Linked DNA regions of Capra hircus: region 2 is linked to region 1. The links are chromatin contacts, called in public Hi-C maps. All regions are on one chromosome and are shown on one strand. Each heading gives the region's core, a stretch centred on a gene start, on an enhancer-like site or on the middle of the called end of the contact. The rest is flanking DNA. Distances are from core to core; before and after follow the strand shown.

Region 1 (6,204 bases), core at 1,086-3,585:
ACCCACAGAGCATTCCCAAGACCCCGACTAGGATACCGGTGTGAGAAGTCGTGTAGGAGCCTCAGGCGTCACCTAGCCTCTGGAAGCCATGACCCCGGGGTGGAAGCCTCACCTGGGTGGGGCTCCAAACAGACCTACAGGAAACGGTTTTCCAAGCCTTGGGGGGCCAACAGGTTTAGGTGTTCCAGATTTTAGGAGTTTATCGGTTTTGTTGCTTGAGATGACGGTGTGGCAATGATTATTTTCTGAGACTCCTCTGCTAGGGTATACACCGAAGTGCTCACAGATAGTCACCCGGGGGTGCCTACCAGGAAGAGAAAGTGGAGATTGGGCTAAAGGTGAGAAATGTGTGGGAGGAGGGACGAATAGAGACGGTCCAGTGGTCACTAGACTGCACCCACAGGGCGAGGTTTGGCGGCGTCTCCGCCTGTGTTTCCAGCCCTTACTGTTCTCTCTTAACTTGTCCAACTGCTCATTGTCTTCTAGGTGAAGATTTGGAACATACAGTCCCTTGGGGTGTGGGTCTGCTCGACTGTTTCACAGTGGTTTAGGGCTCACAGTGGAGAGAGATGTGAAGCAGAACAAAATCCAGCCTCGTGGGTCTGATGGGCCCGTGACAAGTACAGGTGGGGGCCCAGAGCTTGTTCTGCTGCTTCCCATCCTTCCTAAATACAAACTCTGTAAAAATCATTCTTATCGTGCTTAGTGTTGTGATGGTTTAGTCACTAAGTCGTGTCCGGCTCTTGCGACCTCACAGACTGTAGCCTGCCAGCCTCTGTCCATGGGATTCTCCAGGCAAGAATACTGGAGTGAGTTGCCATTTCCTTCTCCAGGGGTCTTCCCCACCCAGGAATCTGCATAGTATTGGATATGTTCCTATTTCTCTCTTAAAAAGTAGGATTGAACCAAGACAAATATCCTAGTGGCATTAAAGAAGTTTTACAAGGAAACCTTTCCTGAGCAGCAGCAGTTGTGCGGTGAGGACGGAAAATAAGATCTTTTTTTTTAGCAGCTGGAAATTTAAGTATGAAATCTGATTTTTAAATATTAGCATATGGCTCAGCTTTAATGAAATGGACAAGTCACAGTCTGGCCACAATCAGCAGTCAGTCATGCGGACAACTTCTGGTCTCATCCATATTCAGTAGGGGACAGTCGTCTTGTTTAAGTGACGACCTCTGCAGGTTCCTCCCTTTTCCAAGGTTCTGTGCCCTTCACCTTCTTTTCTTTGAACAAACTGGTGCAACTTGAGAATGAGTATCTGGGCTAAGAAAATTGAGGGAAAGTCTTGAGGAAAACTTAGAATGAGGAGGTCTATGAGGCATGTTTACATCTCCTAATGAGAGCATTCCTCTTGTGGAACAGAGGAAGGCCAAAAAGAAGCCAGAAAGGTCCTTACTGGGTATGGAATTAGAGCAAAGGAAGGTTGAAAGTTTGTCTTAAAATTTTTATTAAGAGAATACAATGAGCTTTCATATACTAGCAACCAGTTTCAACAGCAATCAAAATTTTGCCTTATTTATCCATTTCTGCATTTTTTTCCTGAAGTGTGTTAAAGATTGCCTGGACATCATATAATTTTACCTATAAATATTCCAGTGTATTTCTAGCCAATAAGGAGTGTTAAAAATAACATTATCACACCCAAAACAAAAATAATTCTTTAATAAGTCTACTACTTAGTATATTTTCAGTTCCCCCACCCCTATCTCAATAAACTTTGGATTGTTAAAAAGGTCTATTTACTACATTCATTGATACGTCTTTTAAACCTCTTTTGATATATAGTAGTCACACCTTATCTAAAGGGGATATATATGGTCCAGGACTTCCAGTGACTGCCTGAAACCACAGATAGTGCCAAAATCTCTCTCTCTCTCCCCCCGCCCCCCCCCCGCCCGTGTGTTTTATTCTATACATACCCATGGTAATATTTATAAGTTAGGCACAGTGAGAAATTAACAATAACTAATAGCAAAATAGAACATTATACTGTAATGTTATGTGAATATGGTATCAGAATGTTTTGTTGTACAAATTTAATGCCTTTTCCATCTTAACTAAGCAGGAATCATGTTGTGGTTGTAACTTGCAGTTTGAGGTTCAATAGCAAAACCAGCAAGAATTTTTCTTTCTTTACAGTTTCACAGATTCACCCTTTAACATTTATCTTAACAACTTCAGCATAAGATTTTTTTTTTCTTAGTAAGTTGAGAATTTTCACCTTTTCATAGTAAGTTGAGAATTTTCACCTTTTCACTTAAAGGAAGCACTTTGCAGCTTCTCTCTGGCTTACCTGAATTGCCAACATCACTACTCTTGCACTTTGGGGTCATTGTTAATTAAACCTAAGCACTGTGATAGTGGTGCAGCCAGTCTGATAACTAAGAGGGCCACTATAACCAGGCAGGATATGCCTGGACAAAGAGATGATTCTTGTCCCAGGCAGGACAGAGCAAGATTTACCATACTACTCAGAACTGTGAGCAATTTAAAATTTATGAGTTATTTATTTCTGGAATTTTCTATTTAATATTTTCAGACTGCTGTGGACCACAGGAAGCCAAATCTGTGGATAAGCAATTCCCCTTCCCTTTCCATTGTTGATGATGGTGATGCCATCTACTTATTGAAGCAACTTGATCATTTGACCCATAGAATTTTCCACATTCTGAATTTGGTTGTTTCTTCATGTGATATTTAACATGTTTCTCTGCCCTTGGTATATCCTTCAAACAAATCTGGAGCCAGTGAGGATTTACAGTAAGTGTGTTTCAGTGCGTTAAACCCATTACCCTTTTTAATGCTCAAATTCTCCAATAAAACATTGTTTTGCTATACCCTTTTGACACAATTGTAGTAGTCTGTAGGATCTTCCTTGTTTTCCATTTTGTACATTTCCTGCCATAGGCATAAAATCAACCATTTATCCAAGGAATTTTAAATCACTTTAGCAAAAAATGGTATCTGTATTTTTTTCCTAAAAAGAACCCTGGAATTGGTCCTGATTGATGGGTAATATTATTATTGGGACTTTCCCGGTGGTCCAGTGGTTAAGACTCTGTACTTCTGCTGTAGGAGGGTTAGAGATCAATCACTAGTTGGGGAATTAAAATCCTGCATGGCACAACCAAAAAAAAAAGATTGCATTCCCCACAGGAAGAAACCTGTCTTAGGTAATCTAATTCCCCTGGTCCCAGACCTTTACCCTTCAAAGGTGGGAGGAAGAAATTCCTGCAAGCCTTGACCTAGGCTAGCTAGCCATTCACTCAACCAGTATCTGCTGAGTAGCCATTTGTACCAGACACTGTTAAACCCTGGGAACACACTGGTGAAGGAAACAAAAATCCTTGTCCTTGCAGATTTATTTTGATTATTGTCTATCAATAAACAAGATATATGAGTAAACATATAGCATGTCAGATGGAGGAAAGTATCAGGGAGGAGAATAAAGGGAGTATAATGAGTTGAATGGTGGTCCCCCAAAGATATGTCAATGTTTGAGTCCCCAGAACCTGTGAATGTCACCTTACTTGGAGAAAGGATCTTGCAAATATAATTAAGGATCTTGATGAGATAATCCTGGATTATCTATGTGGGCCCTAAGTCCAATGACAAGTGTCTTTATGAGAGACACAGATTAGGATGACTACTATTAACAAATAATAACAAGGCTTCCCTGGTGGTTCAGTGGTAAAAAATCTGCCTGCCAATGCAGGGAACACAGGTTTGATCCCTAGTCTGGGAAGATCCCACATGGCACAGAGTAACTAAGCCTGTGTGCCACAACCACTGAGCCTGTGTTCTGCAACAAGAGAAGCCATCAAAATGAGAAGCCCACACACTGCAATGAAGAGAAGCCCCTGCTTGCCACAACTAGAGAAAAGCCCATGCAGCAACAAAGACCCAGCATAGCCAAAAATAATAACAGAAAGTAACAAGTGTTGATAATGTAGAGAAGCTGGAACCTTTGTGAACTATTGGTGGAAACATAAAATGGCTCAACCACTATGGAAAGTCGTATTGAGGTTCCTCAGAAAAATAAAATCACACGCATGTATGTTCAGTCGCTTTAGTCATGTCCGACTGCAACCCTATGGCCTAGCCCACCAGGCTCCTCTGTCTATGGGTTACTACAGACAAGAATACTGGAGTGGATTACCATTCCCTCCTCCAGGAGATCTTCCCAACCCAGGGATCAAACCCAAGCCTCCCACATTGCAGGCAGTTTGTTCACTGCTGAGCCACTGAGGAAGCCCCAAATTACCCTATATCCCAGCAATCCCATTTCTGGATAGATCTGTAAAAGAATTGAAAGCAGGATTTTGGAAAGACATTTGTACATCCATATTCATAGCACTATTTACAATACCCAAGAGGTAGAAGCAACTCATCAGTGGGTGGATAAAGGATAAACAAAATGTGATATATACATACTATGGAATAATATCCAGCCTTAGAAAGAAAATTCTGCAATATAACAATATGGATGAACCTTGAGAATATTATGCTAAGTGAAATAAGCCAGTCACAAAGAACAAATATATATTATATGACTCCATTTATATGAGGTATACAGAGTAGTAAATTCAGAGACAGAATGGTCGTTACAAGCAGGGATGGGGAGAATGGGGAGTTGCCTATTGGGTAGTTCAGTTCAGTCGCTTCCCTGGGTCAGGAAGATCCCCTGGAGGAGGGCATAGCAACCCACTCCAGTATTCTTGACTGGAGAATCCCATGGAGACAGAGGAGCCTGGCAGGTTACAGTTCATAGGGTCTCAAAGAGTTGGACACGACTGAAGCAACTAAGCACAGCACGGCATACCATGTGGTAGAATGTCTACAAAGACCTTACCCAAACAATCCTTCCGATCCCCATGTCCACATGCTCTTCCCACTGAGGGCTGGCATCTATTTCCTCTCCCCTGGAATCTGGTTCTGGTCCCGTGACTTGCACTGACCCATTCAATACAATGGAAAAAAAGCTGTATGGCTGTGGTACCTGGGCCTTAAAAAGCCTTGTAGCTTCCCTTTTCACTCTCTGGAATCCAGCTAATAAAAGGTCCAGCCTGAGCCTCCAATTAATAGAATGAGGCCATTCAGTTCCAGAAGAACTGCCCCAGCCAATACAACATGGGACAAAGATGAACTATCAAATAACTGGAAAAAATGAACACAGTCTTTATGGACTGATATATAAACATTTCCAGGATACTTTGCTAAAGTTAAAAAAGCAAGGTACAGAAGAGAGTACCTAATATGCTATCTTTAGCATCTGTATTTGCATGAAAAAATGCTAGAAGACTATATAAGACTGTAAGTGGTTATAGGTAACATGAATATTCAGCAAATATACACCAGCATGGTTGTGCCAATTAAAATATAGAAATACCTCTGTCCTAGCTGGTAAATGGCCACTCTCCAAGCCCCTGAATTCCCTCCACCTCTGCTCTCATCCTGGAATACTTGACTGCTCCATGATTCAACAAATAAGAGTTACCTCTGGCAGGAATGGGGTTTGAGAGGCCAGCAGACTATGACATGGATGGTAACAGACGTGCAAGGGAGACTCTGCAAACTAGACCTTATAATATCGTTCTGATTTCTGAACCAAGTGAATATGTTACCTATTTAATAAAATATATTTCAAAAACAAAAGCAATGCAACTGCCATTCTCTATCACAGTACCTTGTTTTACAGATTTCAGATTAATTGCTACCTTGTTGGTTTACCATAAAATGTTAGCACTATGACATTTTAGATATTGCCTCTGTTGTGTTCACTTCTATATTCCCAGCACCTAGAACCAACCCAGTAGAAATATTTGTTGAATGAATGCAGAATACATATTTTGGTGAAAAACATACTGAACAAAAGACATTGGCTATAGTGAAGGCAGTTCTGAGAGGAAATTTTATAGTTTTAAAAGGGTGCATTAAACAAGAAGAAAGGGAATTTCCTGGTGGTTCAGTAGTTGAGACTCTGTGCTCCAATGAAGGGGGCAAAAATTTAATTACTGGTTAGGGTTATGCCATGTGGCAAAAACAATAACTTTACACTTTAATGAACTAAAAAAGAGAGAGAAAGAAAAAAGAGCAAACTAAACCCAAAGCTAGCAGAAGAAAGGAAATAATATAGATTACAGGCAATGGGAATTCCCTGGTGGGTCCAGTGGTTAGAATTCCATGTTTTCACTGGCAAGA
Region 2 (6,204 bases), core at 2,337-4,836, 180 kb after region 1:
TGCCTCAGACCACTTCCACATTCTTTCTATTCAGCTAATTATAGCTTAGTAGCCACTGGTGAAGGATTGTGAAGACCCTGTCATTTCTACAGAGTAGAAAGGCAAGGCTAGTTACTGCAATTCAGCCAAACAAAAAGAAAAGAAAAAAGAATAAACCAACCCCTTAAAAAGGAGAGGTACTGCACCTTTGCAAAATTGAACTGGCTCACTGCAGCTGAGCAACAGAACCACCACTGAAGCAAGAAAACAAGTTGGTCTATACAGGAATTATACATGTTTTGAAAATGAAAAAGTTACAGCAATCAACTAAGAGCTGCAACTTTAATCTTCATTGCTGCCTCAGAGTTTGAAACTTATAAAGAGTTTATGCAAACCTAATAATGCTAGCTTCTTCTCAGCCCCTTTAAAACTATTTAGGGATTTGTTCTCCGCAGCAAAGAAATAAACACTCAAAACACATAGGTAAATACAGCAGGACATTATTGAAAACAGCTGCCTTGTAGTACAAAATACAGTACAAGTATACAGATGTCATTAAAACATCAAAAATACTATTGCTCCCATACAATTTAGGAAACATTCTTTGCAACGGAGAAAAATTTTTTTTTAAAAAAGAAAAGCTTAAAAAAAATCTGTTTAAAAAGTCTACTGTGGATGATGAGTAGAGAAATAGTCTGAAAAGGGCACCAATGTTTGTGGCTCTTCCACTTTTTAAAAACAAAAAAGTCTAAGATCAGTGATATTCTGAATCAAATCTAATTTTTTAAAAAAGCCTAATTTTATATACACAATTATTCCCTCCCTCTCAGCCACAATTCATGAAAACGACCTTTTTGTATATTACTTATTTCCCAATAAATACAAAAAGATTGTAAATTGAATAATACCAAAATAAGATAATAAAAAGGTATGCAATAAATTAAAAGGCAGCTCAAATAAAGGGCAGGCATGCAGTTTAAAAAAAAAAGAAACTAAGATTGTGGAGGTGGGGTTACTTGCCTCCTTGTTGAGAAGGTGTCGCACAAAGTATACCTGAAAACTTTGGAAAGACCATTAGCTCCCATTCAATTCAAAGTTACCTAGGTCTATGACACTTCTAGGAATACCTTTTGATGGGGTGGGATTAACTTGATTAGTAAAAATCATACTGAAAATCCATTTAAAATATAGAAGAGGCGATCCTTGAAAACCCCAACTTTTATTCTTGAAAGACAGCTGGATAAACTGGCAAAAGCCAGTTTGTTGAAATTTCAAGATGGTATAAAAATGCTTCCAGGATATAGTCAGCATATTCACGTTCATTTCAGCTCCATTCAAATGGATTTCAGCTTCAAAGGGCACGCTGCTTGAATCACTCATCCATCATTTGCCAACTTTGATTGTGAGGTACTGATACAATGGACCAAGTTCTTAAAAATTTATTTTAAAAGAATAAATGATGCTGGAATTCTGGACCTGAGGATCTTTAGTATTTGAACAAATCCACAGATTAAACTGAAGGTAGATGACTTCAGTTTTGGTTACTTCCAACTTTTCTGTGTGGACTTATATTCCATTAAAGCTCAGGCTTGTAGCCACAATGTTCCTTTTGTAAAGATGTTCAAGTTTTATGGTTTAAAATCCAGCCAACCAGTGGCAGAAACAGCCGAATTAGCCATAATTCACTGGCTCACACAGTGGAGCCACGGGTATCTGGCTCTCATTCATATCTAAGCCATGACCTCCATATTTGGAGATCGGGGAAGAACTTTAGTGAGCAGCAACCAATCCACTCAAACAGTTTTCCTTGTGCTTTATGCCTGATTTCTTCTTGTGCCTACCTCAGCAACCCCCAATGTAAAACTGCTTTTATCTTTGAAAAAAATCTGCCAACTTCCAAAACATTATAGTAAGGGATTCTAGTTCAAGGACTGACATCTGAATCCATTTGCATCCCGGAAAATAATTCTGCAAAGACAAGACATGGGCCTTTGTCCAGGTTCTATGCAAAACCATTTAAAACTGGATCCAATTTGTTTCTGTCCCTGGTGGCTTCTTGAATTCTTATTTTGCCCTGTCTATGATTACGTAAAGTTGCATTCCTTTTCATGAAACTTGTACCCTCAGGACTGGGTAACTGCAAAGGCCTCTCTCTTCGCAAGAATTCCATGAAGATCTAGATCCAAAACGCTGATTTCAATGGAGGTGAAGGGATAGACACTGCAACAATGAGGTCTAGAAAGATCTTTAGACCAGGTTACCCAAATATAACACAAATTGAGCTGTCATCAACGGGTCTGGGTAACTCGAGGTGTTCCTTGGCCAGCGTGCAGGATCTCTCCCATCCAGGGTTATCCCGATGGATTTAGGAATCTTAGCTGGGAAGGAAGAGACGCTGAGACTTCTGCTCAGGTGAGGAGACACTGTTATCCTCTCTTTGCAGGTTGCTGTCAATTCCTTGGAACTTTACCGCTTTTCTCTAATTGTCCTGACTGTTCTCTTATGGTTATTTCTCTTAATTAACTATATTATTTAAAATTGTTTTCCTCCTCCGGGGCCTCCCTTGCTTCCCCTCCACTAGCTCACTGGGGATGAATAGGAAGGGGAGCTCTCTAGCCAAGGAAACGGTGGTGGGGTGGGGAGGCCCGTAGGGGAGGAAGCCGCGCGTTTCAATCCTCATCCACCTCCTCTCCCTCTGACTCGTCCCCGCCGCGTCGCTCATAAAGCTTATCCCTCTGCCGCTCCTGGATCTCTTTCATCTCATCCGCATACCGGCAAAACGCGCCCCCGAACTTGCCCCAGGCCTTGAAAGGGACCGTGATGGCGTTGCGGTAGGACGGCTTCACCTCGCTCACGCGCAGGAACACTCCATACTTGTTACAGCCCACGTCGAAGAAGAAACGCTTGGAGTCCACCGTGATGGAAGTGCCTTCCGGGAGCTCCCCGTACAGGCCGCCCCCAGGGCCTCCGGCGCCGCCGCCCGGGCCACCCGCCAGCTCGTCGTCCTCGCCGCCGTAGTCGTCGATGAGCTTGGCCAACGCGTCGCGGAACTCTATGAGGCCCTGGGCGGGTAGCGCAATGGTCTGGCCGCTCTGCAGGCCGCCGGGTCCGGGGCCACCGCCACCGCGGTTGACCGTCTGACGGATGCGCAGGAAGCGGCCGCGCTGGTTCTCCTTGAGGTCCAGGTAGTACTTGCGGTTCTCGCGCACCAGGAACTCGCTCTTGAGCGCGCGCCGCGGCCCACCGCCCTCCTCGGCGCCCGCCGCCGCCGCCACTTGCTCCGGGCTGCTGGGGCCCAGCTGCGCGTAATGCTCGATGAAGTCGCCCAGGTAGTCACGGAATTCGGCGGCCACCGCCATGGACAGCGTGAGGCGGCTCTTGGAGCCGCCCGCGCCCACCTCGGCGATCTTGAGGAAGCGGCCTTTGGCGTTCTGCTTCACATCTAGGTAGAAGCGTTTGTTCTGGATGTCCAGCCGCTTCGAGGCCAGCTCCTGCGTCTCCTGCTCGCCGCCGCCGCGGGACGCAGGCTGGAAGCCGCCGGGCCCGCCACCGCCGCGCTCGCTGCCGCTGTCGCCGTCCGCCATCTTCTCGGCCGCCGCCGCCGCCGCCGCGCCCAGGCCGCCGCCCGCCGCCCGCCGCGCTCGCGCCCCTGCCCTCCGCCCTGCGGCTCGCTCTCCCGGGCCCCCCAGCCTCGCTCGCCGGCCCGCTCACGCGCGCCCGCTGTTCATCGCCGGCAGCCTCCGCCGCCGCCCCCCCATCGCCCCCGCGCCCCGCCCCGCCACTTCCGCCGCGCCAGCTTCCGGCGCGCGCCTCCGTGACGCCGCCCCGTCCCGCCCCCACGTCCTCGCTGCCGGAAGCGCCGCGCAAGGCGGCGGCTGCGGGGCGCAGGGCAGTGACGTCACGGGTCTGCGGGGATTTGGGGACCCTGGAGACCCGGGTGGGTAAACTGGGAAGGAACTCTGGAAGCTTACGGGCGACGGAAACAGTCTGCATCTTGTTTGTGGTGGTGGTTTTACAAGATAGCCGAAAGTGATTCAAATTACGCTTTATATAAGTTCTGTTTATTCTAGGGAGATTACACCGGAGTACAGTTATTATTTATGAAAGAGGAATTGAAGGAAGGAAGATGTTGGGGATACTCCAAACTAACCTAATAGGATTGCTGTATAAGAATCCGTGAGTGATGTTTAGCATAATGATTGAGTTATCGTGAGTGCTCAATAAATACGTACTCTTAGTTCGTGGAATACCGTACATAGTGCCTGGAACATGCTTGGTAACATCATCACCGTCTCAGCGGCGTAAGATAAAATGATGGCCTGAACTAAGTAGTGGTAGTGGGGATGGAGAGTTTAGGAAAGGAGTTAATTTTTATAAAACACGTATGTACAGGGACTGGTAACCATTTTACACGTTAACTTGGAAGAATACTTGTTCTATGTGTTACATTGTGTGGAGAAACAGGAATGGATTTAAAAAGTGAAAAATGGGACTTCTGGTGGTTTGGTGGCTGAGATTCCATGCTCCCAATATAGGGGGCTAGATCCCACATGTTTCAACCAAGAGTTCGCTTGTAACTAAAGATGTCAATGCTGCAGCTAAGACCGGCAACAGCCAAATAAAGTGAAAATGAAAGTCGCTCAGTCGTGTCCTACTCTTTGCAACCCCATGGACTGTACAGTCCATAGAATTCTCCAGGCCAGAATACTGGAGTGGGTAGCTGTTCCCTTCTCTAGGAGATCTTCCCAACCCAGGGGTTGAACCCAGGTCTCCCGCGTTGAAGGCAGCTTCTTTACCAGTTGACCCACCAGGGAAGCCCAGCCTAATTAATAAATATTAAAAAAAAAAAGTAAAATGTGTATCTTTCGATGGGAGGAGGTGTGTGCTAAGAGTCATTCTGCCTGGGTCTGAATCCCATACTGGTTGTGAGGTTTTGGGTATGTCAGTTAACTTCTTAAGCCTTAGTTGCATAACTTGTTAAATAGGAATAATAGTAACTATCTTGTGGAGTTGCTATAAGAATTAAGTGAGATAATGCACAGTAAGCACTTCACCTGGCACAGAAGAAGCACTCCCCACGTTTTCCCTCTTTTTTGGATGTGTCATGAGGGATATTAGTTCTCCAGCCTGTGTCCCCTATACTGGAAGTTCTGAGACCAAACCACTGGGGAGCCCCTCCCCAAGTGTTTAATCATCCTTTGTCCTGATTCATAAAAAAGACCCAAACAAACAAAATTAGAATAATACCTCTCAACAACACAGAAGAGTCCAGGGGAAAGCATCAAATTTGGGGTCTTGAACATTTCAATCTTGGAGAGAATTTGGACATATGAAATCCCTAGGGAAGAAATAAGCTCCTTCTCTAATTTCTTGCTAGCCAAACCACTTTCTGCATAGGGGAGCCCAACACTCAGTTCATGTGAAGGACTCTCTACCCATGTTTTCATTCCTTATCAGTTCAGTTTTAATGTCAAATCCTGTTTAATGAGTTAGACACATTGCTTTATTTCCTTTTTTTTTGTCTGTGCTGTGCGGAATCTTAGTTCCCCAACCAGAGATGAAACCTGTGCCCTCTGCATTGGGAATGCAATTTTTACCACTGGACCACCTGGGAAGTTCCTGCGTTGTTTCCTTTGAAATTTCATTCTTGGATTTTAAGCTTAGCATCTTCTCCCTTTTTATCTATTTGAAAATCATACATTTCCCAGACTTTTTACAGTTCAGTTTTTAATAGGTGTGATTATATCATATATCTTTAGTTCATCTTTAACTCTAGTTTATCTTGAATACATTTTGGTGAATAGTATGAAGTGAAGAATCTAAAAAATTTCCTTCAAATGACCAATTGTCCCAGTACTATTCATTAAATAACCCTTCAAGGACAGATCTCGACAGGTGGAGATGAATGTAGGTTATTTTGGGCAGAGGGAACATGTGTTCCCAGATGGTGAAAAGTCTAGTTTGGCTGGAGCCCAAAGTCTGTGAGGAGTGGGTAGTGAACAAAAGAGTTGGAGGCAGTTAAACCTGGGCTCAGTGGGGAGGCCTTCACTTGTGGGCAGGAGAGTGGGCTTGAGTTGAGGGGGAGCCCCTGGGGCTGTGTGAACAGGAGTGTGATGGAGAGGAGGAGGCCATGGCAGAGGACAGCACGGGTGGGCTTGGTCAGGAGGCAGCAACCACCTGGCAGAACCAAGCCAGCGGGGACTGGATGCAGCTGATTGACTAAGA

Evidence for each region. A called contact is a pair of places that touch in the nucleus more often than the background predicts.
Region 2: a Hi-C map of blood shows a contact between it and region 1, with 4 times the contacts expected there. The contact joins the promoter of PURB here to the promoter of TMED4 in region 1. A contact is called at or near these places in 3 of 5 Hi-C or Micro-C datasets (blood and liver).

The regions. Positions count from the first base shown.
Region 1 is chr4:43,333,965-43,340,168 of ARS1.2, forward strand. TMED4 (transmembrane emp24 domain-containing protein 4) reads right to left here and starts at 2,336. Exons shown (of 6, transcript XM_018047499.1): 1 at 2,297-2,336. The coding sequence starts at 2,336.
Region 2 is chr4:43,508,667-43,514,870 of ARS1.2, forward strand. It overlaps PURB (transcriptional activator protein Pur-beta), which reads right to left and starts at 3,587. Exons shown (of 1, transcript XM_018047039.1): 1 at 1-3,587. The coding sequence starts at 3,563. The coding sequence ends at 2,649.